Regions from separate parts of the Gossypium hirsutum genome. Here region 2 is linked to region 1. A link is a contact called in public Hi-C data. All regions are on one chromosome and are shown on one strand. The core of a region is the stretch at or near the end of the contact, and the rest is flanking DNA. Distances in the headings are between cores, read along the strand shown. Region 1 holds the start of LOC107951326 (alpha-glucosidase 2). Region 2 holds the start of LOC107951361 (membrane-associated 30 kDa protein, chloroplastic).

The links. Hi-C and Micro-C count contacts between places; a contact is called where the count stands out from the background.
Region 2: a Hi-C map of leaf shows a contact between it and region 1, with 3 times the contacts expected there. The contact joins the promoter of LOC107951361 here to the promoter of LOC107951326 in region 1. A contact is called at or near these places in 3 of 34 Hi-C or Micro-C datasets (all in leaf).

What each region holds. Positions count from the first base shown.
Region 1 is chrA02:26,170,065-26,175,686 of Gossypium_hirsutum_v2.1, forward strand. It overlaps LOC107951326 (alpha-glucosidase 2), which reads right to left and starts at 1,769. Exons shown (of 23, transcript XM_016886331.2): 1 at 1,525-1,769; 2 at 456-747; 3 at 217-285; 4 at 1-134. The coding sequence starts at 1,652.
Region 2 is chrA02:26,810,315-26,815,386 of Gossypium_hirsutum_v2.1, forward strand. LOC107951361 (membrane-associated 30 kDa protein, chloroplastic) reads right to left here and starts at 1,276. Exons shown (of 11, transcript XM_016886380.2): 1 at 951-1,276. The coding sequence starts at 1,101. LOC107951359 (a long non-coding RNA gene) reads left to right here and starts at 4,663. Exons shown (of 7, transcript XR_001698403.2): 1 at 4,663-4,956; 2 at 5,064-5,072.

The DNA.
Region 1 (5,622 bases), core at 519-3,018:
CAGCGCCTTGTTGTGTCAGCTAGAATCCCCAGCGCCTCTCCATTTGGAAGAACAGCCAGAACCCAAGGATGTGATTGGTACAATGATGTAGTTTCAGGACCATAACCCCATGCATCAGTGTTCCATGTAAAAACCTACAAGAAGCTTTACTTATCACTAGCAATGCTAGGAAAATAAAATACATTTCATGGCAGCCACGTTTTGCAAATAACTCACTCTTTTTCCTGTTCGCTCTAGCTGTCCACTAACTTCTCCAGTTCCATAAAATGAGGTACCAGCAGGAAACTTAACAACAAGAAAACTCCACTAGATTAGTTAAAGAAAAAAGTAGTGAACAAGAGACTTCAAATTCTACCAGAAAACTTCACCATCAAAGTGAAAACAAATAGGCAGAATGCTAAATGCACAACGGTTCGAAGAGGCAAAATATACTAAAATGCAAAGCAACAACAAACCTCCAGTTTGACAATCTGCTGCCCCAGACGACACTCAAAAGAAGGGATATATGAAGGAGTCTTGTTACTCATGACTGGTACATCCCTGCTTTTGTTATTTATAAATGAAAGACTCGGATACACTGCTTCTCTATCATTTGCAGAGCAGTCGAACCGGAAAACCCCATCCTCCAAGATGGGCTGAAAAATCATTTTCCCTGCAGTGGAGTCTGATGTTGCTGCCTTCACTTCAGAATCAGTCATTTTAGATATTAGCCTTCTCCCAGTAAGCTTCTTGCTATAACTCTTCTTTCTGCATGCCAAAATATTTATTAGAAGAGTAGAAAGAACATAACATATCACTTTATAACAAAGCCAAGAAAAGCTTAATTCTAGAAGAGCGACATAATTTTAACACTACATGCACACACAGACATTTACATTTACGCACAAAAATGATTGCAGATTATTACTCTATGCATATCTCAGCACTCATCAGAAAAGCCCAAAGATATCCGGAGATGCACCAACATTCCAGAATAAAGAAGGATCAAATACGGAAGATAAAATGGTTTTATGAGCAGCAGTTGCTAAAACATAATTGACCTTTTAATCTAAAGGCTGAACTTGATGGGTTAAAAGAAGGCAGCAGGAAACAGGAAATAAGAGTGAGTGAGACTGCAGACAAAAGAGTTAAATCAAAGTTAATATCGAGGCATGCTGTGGCAGTTAAAAAGCAATGGCAGTTTAAGATAGAACCGATATGATTGTGCTTTTACTTAAATTAAGCATTAAATGGCATGTATTAACTGCTTGTCCGTGAATAACAGCTCCTTCCTATCATCACCATTCTTGTTTTTGGTTTTGCAACAAGAATAAAGCCAGAAGCGAGACTGAATTCAAAATTAAGATATAAAAACTCTATAATCAAATAAAAGGGAAGATGATCGAGTGAAACAATCAAGCAAATAAAGCAAGAGAAAAGAAGAATCCATTCAAAATAATAATAATAATAAATAAAAATGCAAAAGCGAATTAAAGCAATGCTTCACGAGCAGAAAGATCATGAATAAAGCAGAAAACACTAAACCTGAAGAGAAATTTGGATGTTGATGATGGTGGAGAGGGATTAAATCGACTAAATGCTAGGGGACAAAACGATAATTTCAAGACTGCTCCGCCGTTCACACTGTTGCTAAGGCCCACTGACATTTCCATTTCATTTCAACAATAATATGCAAACACCACAATGACTTGCTGCAGAAAAAATAAAAATAAAAATAAAAAATTCTGTTTGGAAATGATACACCTGTCTACCTGCCAAACTGAATGAGTCGGGCATTTTGTAATTCGGACCTTTTCAAATCACTTTATATTATTATTATTAGAAAATAACAGTTTTAGTGATATTTTTACACTTCAAAAGTGTTTTGTAGGTACAATAAAATATTAAAAAATAAATATATAAAATAAATGTGAGTCGTGGTGTCTTTTTTAAGTCAGCTGCTGCAATTAAAAAAATGTAATGTTACTCCTTAAATCTATTTTTAAAAACGTTTAACTTATAACTTAATATCTAATTTTTTGTTTTTTTTGGTACTTAACTTCTTTTTTAATCACAAGTAGTGTTTAAATTATATTTTTTGTTTCTTTTTTTCTTCTCATATTAAGCTTTTTCTCCGAGTGCTAGTATTTTGAGCTTCATGGTTTTGATTAAGGTTTTCAAAACTAAATTAATAGTCAAATTAGTTAGGCCACCAATTTTTAATTTAATCAATTCATTTGGTTCTATCAAATAAATTATTAAAAATTAAAAATATTTAAAATATTTAAATATTAAAATAAATAGGTGGTTGAACCTCTTGTTTAGCTTAGTTCAATTTGTTTATATCAATTCAATCTGTATCTCCAAGTTGGTAGGTTGGTTGGTTCAATTCAATTCTAAAAACACTAATTTTGGTGGATGAAAGAAATTTTTCAATCTCATCATGTCAAGCAAGCAAAAGGTGAAGCTTGAAAACATAATTTTGATATAATTTTACACAAGCTTTTTCATCCACATTGTTTCATCTTTACTAAATTTAAATTTTTAACTAAATTGGTGTCACAAGTTAACCAGACACTAACTCAGTTGAATAAGTTATAATTTTATTGAAAAATAAGTTATGTTATTATGAGGGTTCTTTTCTCTTTTTATAATTTTATAAAATATATATAAAAAATTCATATGTAATTACAATTGAACCCGTGACATGCGCATCTACAAAATTTTAATTTTACCACTTCAACAAAAATTTTGTTTTAATTTAATATAATTTGTAATATTTTTATACAAAAAAATTGTTTTCATCCACACCGTAATATCTTTACTAATTTTAAGCCCTAATTGAATTGGTATCATAAGCTAATTGGACATCAACTCTATCATGGAGATGATTAAAATAACTTTTTATATATAGAATAAGTTATACCATTACATGGGTACTTTGTCTTTTTATATTTTTTTATAAAATCAATAAAAAAAGCATACATAATGAGATTTGAACCCGTAACACATACATCTATAAAATCTCAACTTCACCACATGTGTAACACCCCTAAAATTATTATAAAATAAAAGTAGTAGTAAATTGAAATAGTGTATAAATGATTTTCCGGTAAAGTGCGAAAAAGACATAAAGATGATAAAAGAGAAGTTCGAGTGATGTCAAAGAAATTTTAATTAAGAGGTATGTCGTGATACATTAATTTAAAGCAAGGACTAAATCGTAAATATGTGAAATATTTATGGTTAAAGTATAAATATTTAAAAATTGATGGATTGGTGTGTAAAAGAATTGAAGTTGAAGGATCAAAAGTGAAAATAATCGAATCTATTATGACATGGAATTGGCATATATGGATCAAATTAAAAAAAATAGAGACTTGTGAGGGACTAAATTATAATTTTACCAAATTAAGTGATGATTGGAGGAAAAAAGTTGTGGAGAATGTTGAAAGGTAAAATAATCATTTCTCAATCAATATAATTATCATGAAAATATCATGATAATGAAGGACATTTGTGTTGAATTTGATTGGTTAGGTTTATTTTATTATTATTTTACTATTATTTTAATATAAGATATTTTTATTATTTAATTAATGGTTAAGAAAATAAAAAGGATATGATGATGGAAATTTCTCCATCTTTCTTGACTTTCACTTTCACCATTCTTGAAGAAAAGAAAGTTTTGCTTACTTTTCAATTTGGTCCTTTCCATCCAAATCTACCATTTTTACCTAGAAATCAAAAGAATCTTCATAGCCACCAAGAGAGAAAAATGATAAGAAGTCTTTGGAGAGCAAAAATATCAATTTAGATTCAAGAAAGATAGAATTAGAGGAGAGAGAAAATCAAGCCAAGAGAATAAGAGAGAGAAAGTGAATCAAGTGATAAGGAGAAGAGAAAAGCAAGTGACTTTTTTTTATAGAAAAGAGATAAGTACCAATGAATTTCCTTGTTATTTAAGGTTTAAAATGTGAACTTTGTGTAATAGGTAATAAGTTAGTAAAATAAAATGTGAAATAATTTAACATGTAAAGTAGAAAATTATGATTAAAGTATAATAGATGTGTTATGAACTGATGAAAAAGGCATAAAGTATTGAATATTTGAAATTATGATAACAAGGATTAAATTGTAAAACTTGAAGAAATATGTGATTGAAATAAGAAAATTGAAATACATGGAACTTTGATATGTGAAACAAGATATTGAAATAAATTATGTGATTAAAGTGTTACAAGGAAGAAAATTGATTAAATATGCTAAATTAGTGAATAGCATTTATGTAAAAAATGACTAGATTGAAAAGTTACAAAAGCTTAAGAGAAAATATTTGATAAATGAAGAGTGTAGTTAAATAAAGTTATGAAAGCTTAGGAGAGTATAAAAATACATGATTATTGTAACTCAAATTATAATTGTTCTTTAAATTGTGGATAGACAAGGACTAAATTGAAAAAGTGTAAAAAAAGTATAGTTAAATAATGAAATGTATGAAATCTAATATATGAGAAGAAAAGTTGATAAAGAGAATATGTAAGAAAGTGTGACGAAATAGTATATGTATGAAAAGTGAAAGTGAGATTCTAGAAAATATTGTATGTTTGTGATGTTTAAAACTAAAACGTGAACTTTGTGAAATTTACGATTAAAATAAAAAAAGTGATGTGCATAAAAAATTGATATGTGAAATAAGAAATTAGGACGAAGAAAAAATCTTAATGTTTGAGACTCAAAGTTCGTGAAATGTTAAATAGTAAGCTCGAATGAAATGAATGAGAAAGTTTAATGAAATCATGTTAAACGTGAAATTAAGCATTCGTGATTAATTATTAAATCCAGTATCGTGAAATGCCCATGTAGACTAGAGTTGAACTTCATGGATATAGTTTGTAACAGCCTGTTCCAATGAAATCGGAACAGCGATTTCGGGACCACAAATTCAATGTGTGAATAATTATTTTATTATTTTTTAGTGTCTAAGACATATTGGTAAGGTCATATAAAAATTTCATTAAGAAATTTTATCGTTTGCATGTTTAATTAAGTAAAAAGGACTAAATCGTAATAGGTGCAAAAGTAGAGTTCTAGTAGCTAAAAGTATTAAAGGGCTATAAAACTTTAAAGTAAGAGTACTTAGATGGTAATTAGACCATTTAAGTGATAGTGAACATTTATGAGATTAGTTTTATTGAAATTATGGATGTTTTAAAAGGGTAAAAGAGTAAATAGGTAAAGTAAAGTAAAAATTAAGTAAAATTAACATATCATCTTCTTCCATTTGGTTTTCTTCAACCGAATGTTCAAAGGAAAATTTGCTAGGGTTCGTTCGTCTCAAATTGCTTAATCTAGCTAGCCTAGGGACTAATTTACAAAAATGTTAAAATATTAGAGTTTTTCCATGAATGTTTTCATGTGGTTTTTGATGTTTTATGGAAGAAAATACATCTTTGTTGTTAGATAAACAATTTTTGTGAAGTGATTTTTCTTGAAAATGTCAATTAGGGATTTAATTGAAAATGTGTAATATTCATGGTGAAAATTGTGAAATAATGAATTTTATGAGCTGCTATGGAACCATATTAAATTTGGCTAGCTTGGGTAGGGATGAAATTGCATGAATTTTAATTTACGAGCTTA
Region 2 (5,072 bases), core at 26-2,525, 640 kb after region 1:
ACCACTTAAATAAGCTTTAGAGGTTTATGTAAAACCATTAGCAAATGACCCAAATAAACAAATAAATTTCATCATCCATAAAACCAGCGCTTTAATAAAATTATGTGTTCCATTTAAGTAAACAGCTTAGGCAATCTGCTTATGAACTAACATTCCATGGCAACACTCCTTCTCACTACTCAAGCTACCAAGGACAACAATGGCTGTAAATTTACGATGAAAAGCAAAGAATTTTGAAGAACAAATCATAAATTTGATATCCCAAGTTCCAAACAAATACAACCAACTCATAAGCAAGGAAAAACCATTCATGCCTTAACAATCGAGTTTGAAGTCGAGCCTGAGAATTGGTCCTATTTTTTTTAATAGGTAAGCGAGATTTTTATTTGAGCTCGAGATATAAAAGTATTTAAGAACCCATTTGATTCACCACTTAACTAAGCTTAAGCTCTGTTTGGTACGAAGGATGTAAAGGAGTGCGGATTGAAAACTATGTTAATATAATGGTTAGACTACTTTGGTTCTAATTTGATTAATAAATTTCCCATCATCACACCTTTCAGTCCTTCATACCAAGCAAAGCCTAAAAGATTGAACAAAAGCATTAGCAAATGACCCAAATAAAAAATGGAATGTCATCATCCATAGAAAAAGCTGAGGTTGAAGAAAATTATGAGTTCCCCTTGAGTTAAGCTGCTCAGTCAATCAACCTATGGACTAACCTTCGATGGCAACACTCTTTCTCACTAATCAAGCAATCAAAGACATAATGGCTGACAAATTTAGAATGAAAAGCAAAGTTTTTCAAAGAAAAATCACACATTTGATATATTCCATAACAATAAATAAAATTTAGCTCCCAAAAGGCACAACCAACTCAAAAGCAAGCAAAAATTTGTAGAAGAACTTATGAAGATTGGAAGTAAGAAAAAAGGCCAAAGAAAGAGTACCTCCGCCATTAAAGAAAGAAGAAGTTAATGGTTTCTTAACTAAACAACGAATGCAAGTACTGTTACTGGAGCTTGAAGACGAAGAAGAAGAAGAAGCAATGGGTTTGAAAGGGAGGGTCAATCCTGTAAATATTTGAGAATTGGCAGCCATTTTTAGTGTTTGTATGAAGAAAATTTGAAAGGCTGGTTTTGCTGTGAGAAATGAGATGATGATATCATATCAGTTACATTCCCAATAGGCGTTCTTGGGTTTTCAGATTTTTCTTTACTTTCTGGTTTTCTCTTTAATTTCGGTCCGCTTGTTGCCAAAGGAAAAAATATAAACCGGTTTGGTTTGATCCCTATTATTTAAAAAGAAATATTTTTCAGCAATTTTTTATTATTCATTTCTTGAAAACACTAGGTGAACTTTGGTGCTTTTATTTACCTCAAATATAATTGATGATAATATATGTTGAACAAGGAAAAGAAGATAGTGGAAAGAAATGTCCATTTACCTGTCATGATATAATGAGAAGTATGAGAAAACCGAGGAGGAGGATAATGTGATACGGTTGCTGTTTACGATTTTCGAAAGAAAAGGAGTCGATTATTAGTCTATTGTGCACAATCTTATATAAGTGAGGATACCTCTTGTCTTGTAGTACCTACGACAAATTAGTACCTAATGTATACTTATTTTTATCTTGATATCTATTTTTTTTATTAAAAGTGATACATAAATTATACTTTTGTTATCCAAATCACTTCAAAACATTACATTCAACTATTAAAAGTTGCAATGTGGCACAAAAACTACATAAGCATTGCCATTTATTTGTCAAATAATTCCAAATATATAGAGAGGAAAAATTACTAAAAATAATTTTTTTTAAAATGTGTTAAAATTCATAAAATATAAAAAAATCATTTTTATAATCTATTAATTATATGAAATTGAAAAATATATATATAAATTCAAATATATAAATTAACAATTCTAAAAAATAAATTCAAAGATTATTTGAAAAATATATAGAAATTCAAAACTTATATTTTATAATATAATATATAATTATATGGAATATAAATAATTCAAAATTTTCAAATCTAAAGTCAACCATTCTTCAGTCACGATTGATTGACTTAGGTAGTTTAGATACCAACCCAAGAAAAGGGTAGTTTAGAGATAAATTTTGACCAAAAAGAATTTTAGTACCAAAATGAAAGAGTGGGTATAATTTTATTTTTTTGTATGGAAAAAAAAAAGGGATTCAAGAGAACCGAAACACTATAAAGCTATGTCAGACAAAAGAACGACAAGATTGTTCCTATGTTGCAACAATCAATTGAATAGCATATACAGTGGATGATCTAGTGCACACAACCCTCCCACCATCGATCACCCCATCTTTCTTAGAATATTAGCACAGATATTTTGCTCTCTATTAATATGATTGAATTCAATCAACCGCTGCCTCATACTAAGTTCTTTGATTAGTTGAATATATATAAAACCATTCTTTGAAGCATAATTACTATAGAGAACCTATATCAACATTACATTATCACTTTCAATTTTAATCTTCCTGATACGAGTATAGGGGACCAATTTTTAGCCTAAGCACATGTTGGGCTTAGCCTTTTACAAAGCCCATTTAAGAAGCCCAAAAGATCTTGTATCTTGAGACTCAACTTTAAATGGGATCTAGGCATCTTTGGAGTTGAAAAAAATTGTCAAGATTTTAAATCTTGGTTTCAAGAAAACAAATCTTGGTTTAAAATGGACAGATTTGAAGATTTCAAGTTTAAAAGAAAAAATCAAGATTCCAGTTCTTGAAAATATTGGCTCAAGAACATATTTCTTGAAGTGGGACTTGCTTGGACGATAGTCTATGAGCTAAATGGAGTTGAAGACATGAAGAAAACAAACTCCAACAATCCATATCAGCCTCCATGGAGTTTTGGTCCAATTTGAGCCCATTTAAATGTTATTATGTTTAGTTATACTTTATTTTGGCTTAATCCGTTTTTAGCCTATTTGAAAACTTTTATTTAAGCCCAATAATGTTATTTTCATGTAAAAATTCGATCCATGTGCATTTCTTACTAGGCTGGGTGAATTTCCCTTAGTTTCTATACTGAGTTTATTTTTCATGTTCATTATGTAAGGTTTTTACTTGTTACTTGCTAGCCAGGTAATCCTACTTGCATTAGGATTTTATTTTTCGCCTAATTTTGTCTATATAAGGGATGCCCTTTCATGTTTTTTACACCTTTCATACCTTGATTAATAAATTTCAACTGCTTGAGTTATTTCTCTTTGTGAGATTTCTCTATTATTTATTTTAGAAGTAGATTTTCTTCTTGGTTTTCTCTTTGAAGTCGTGGAAACTCTTCACCCTCCAATTTACTAGGGTTGACATTTCTAGGGGGTTGATTAGAGTAATTTGTAGAGCTTGTTGAAAATCATTCTTCAAATGGTTTAATAGGACATCGTTTTTTCATCAAATTCTATCGAATCTTTTTCCATCTTCCCTAAATCTTTTTCTACCACTTTCTTGTGAAATTTTAGGTTTCAAGATCTAAGGATTTCCTTACAAGAAACACAATTTAAACATCAAGAACCTAATATTTCTCAACCTTTTTCAAATTTTCTTTCTTTCTTTCTTTTTAATTCTGGTTTGATTTTCTCTATCCTCTTTAATAGTTATTGTTCATTTAATTTCCAGTTCAAAAAATCTTCAAGAAGCATGATTCGTCTCAAATATTCATCAAGAATGCATCAATTTGAGATCTCTCATCTTTTCTTAAATCGATTGCTTCATTTGAGTTTATTGCTTTGTTTTGGCTTCATTCTTGATCAAATAGCAATTTGTTTTGGTGTTTTTGTTTTAGATTCGTGGTTCGACCACTCTTGCTATTCAAGAAGGTTTATTTTGCTTCAATAAACCTTAAATCAAGTCGAGTCTCTTCTCTTTCCCTAAACCAAACCATTCTATCCATTTTCTTTTTTCTTTTTGGCTTTTATTTTCTTTGTTTCCTAATTATGTTTATTTTCTTATTTCCAGGCCAAATTCAAATTTCATTGCTCCAAAGCAATTTGAATACAATCTTGGTCCATTGTCTTATCACTTCCAATGCCCCCTATCCAATCCCAGAGAAAGGCCTTCTAGCATTGCTTGCGCCTCCACATAAAAGACCATGGATAAGTCTACACTATAGGAAAATAGGCCTTTAGCGGCATTTGGACAAAAAACGCTGCCAATGTTATATATTAGTGGCGCTAGAAGGAAAACGCTTCAAAAAGTTGAGTAATAATGGCGTTTTTGGTCCAAACACCGCTAAAAGTTGAGCGATAGTGGTGTTTTTTTCCAAACACCGCTAATATATATTAAAAATATTGAAGAACGGTGTCATTTTATGTTGCGTATTTAGTGGCATTTTCAAAAAAAAAACACTGAAAAAAATATTAATTATTTAAACGACCCCATTTTAGCTTTGTTATTAGTGATGCATTTTATAAAACATCGCAAAAGGTATGCATTACCGGCGTTTTCACTGAAAACGCCACAAACATATATTAAGAGATTGCAAAACGGCGACATTTATAGCCTTTTTATTAGTTGCGTTTTGCTTAAAACGCCGCAAATATGTATTAAGTGTTTTAAAAAGCGACGTCGTTTTATGCTTTATTTTTAGTGGCGTTTTGTGTAAAACGCCGCAAAACGTTTTCATTAGTGGTGTTTTTGTGAAGCACCGCAAAATTTTATTACGCTCAAATTAAACGATGTCGTTTTTTTGGGCCCTGAATTTCCTTTACTTTCCCCCAATTTAGATTTCCCCAATTTTTTCACCAACGTCCCAACTTTTTTTCCCCCAATTTCCCCTAAGTTCTTCTTCCCCAAAATTTTTTCCCTAATTTCCCAACTTCCAAAATCAATTTTGACTCTTCTCTCCGCCGTTTCAAAAGGTAATTATTTGCCTCTTCTCTCCACCGCCGTCGCTAGAAATTCGATTCCTAGAGGTATTTTAGTTTGCTCACTGAGTTGGTTTGGTATTTCAAACTGTTCTCACGTCAAAATTAACTCAATCTTCATTTCACCACTTTTACTTTGCTACTTATATTCTCAGTTCAGATTT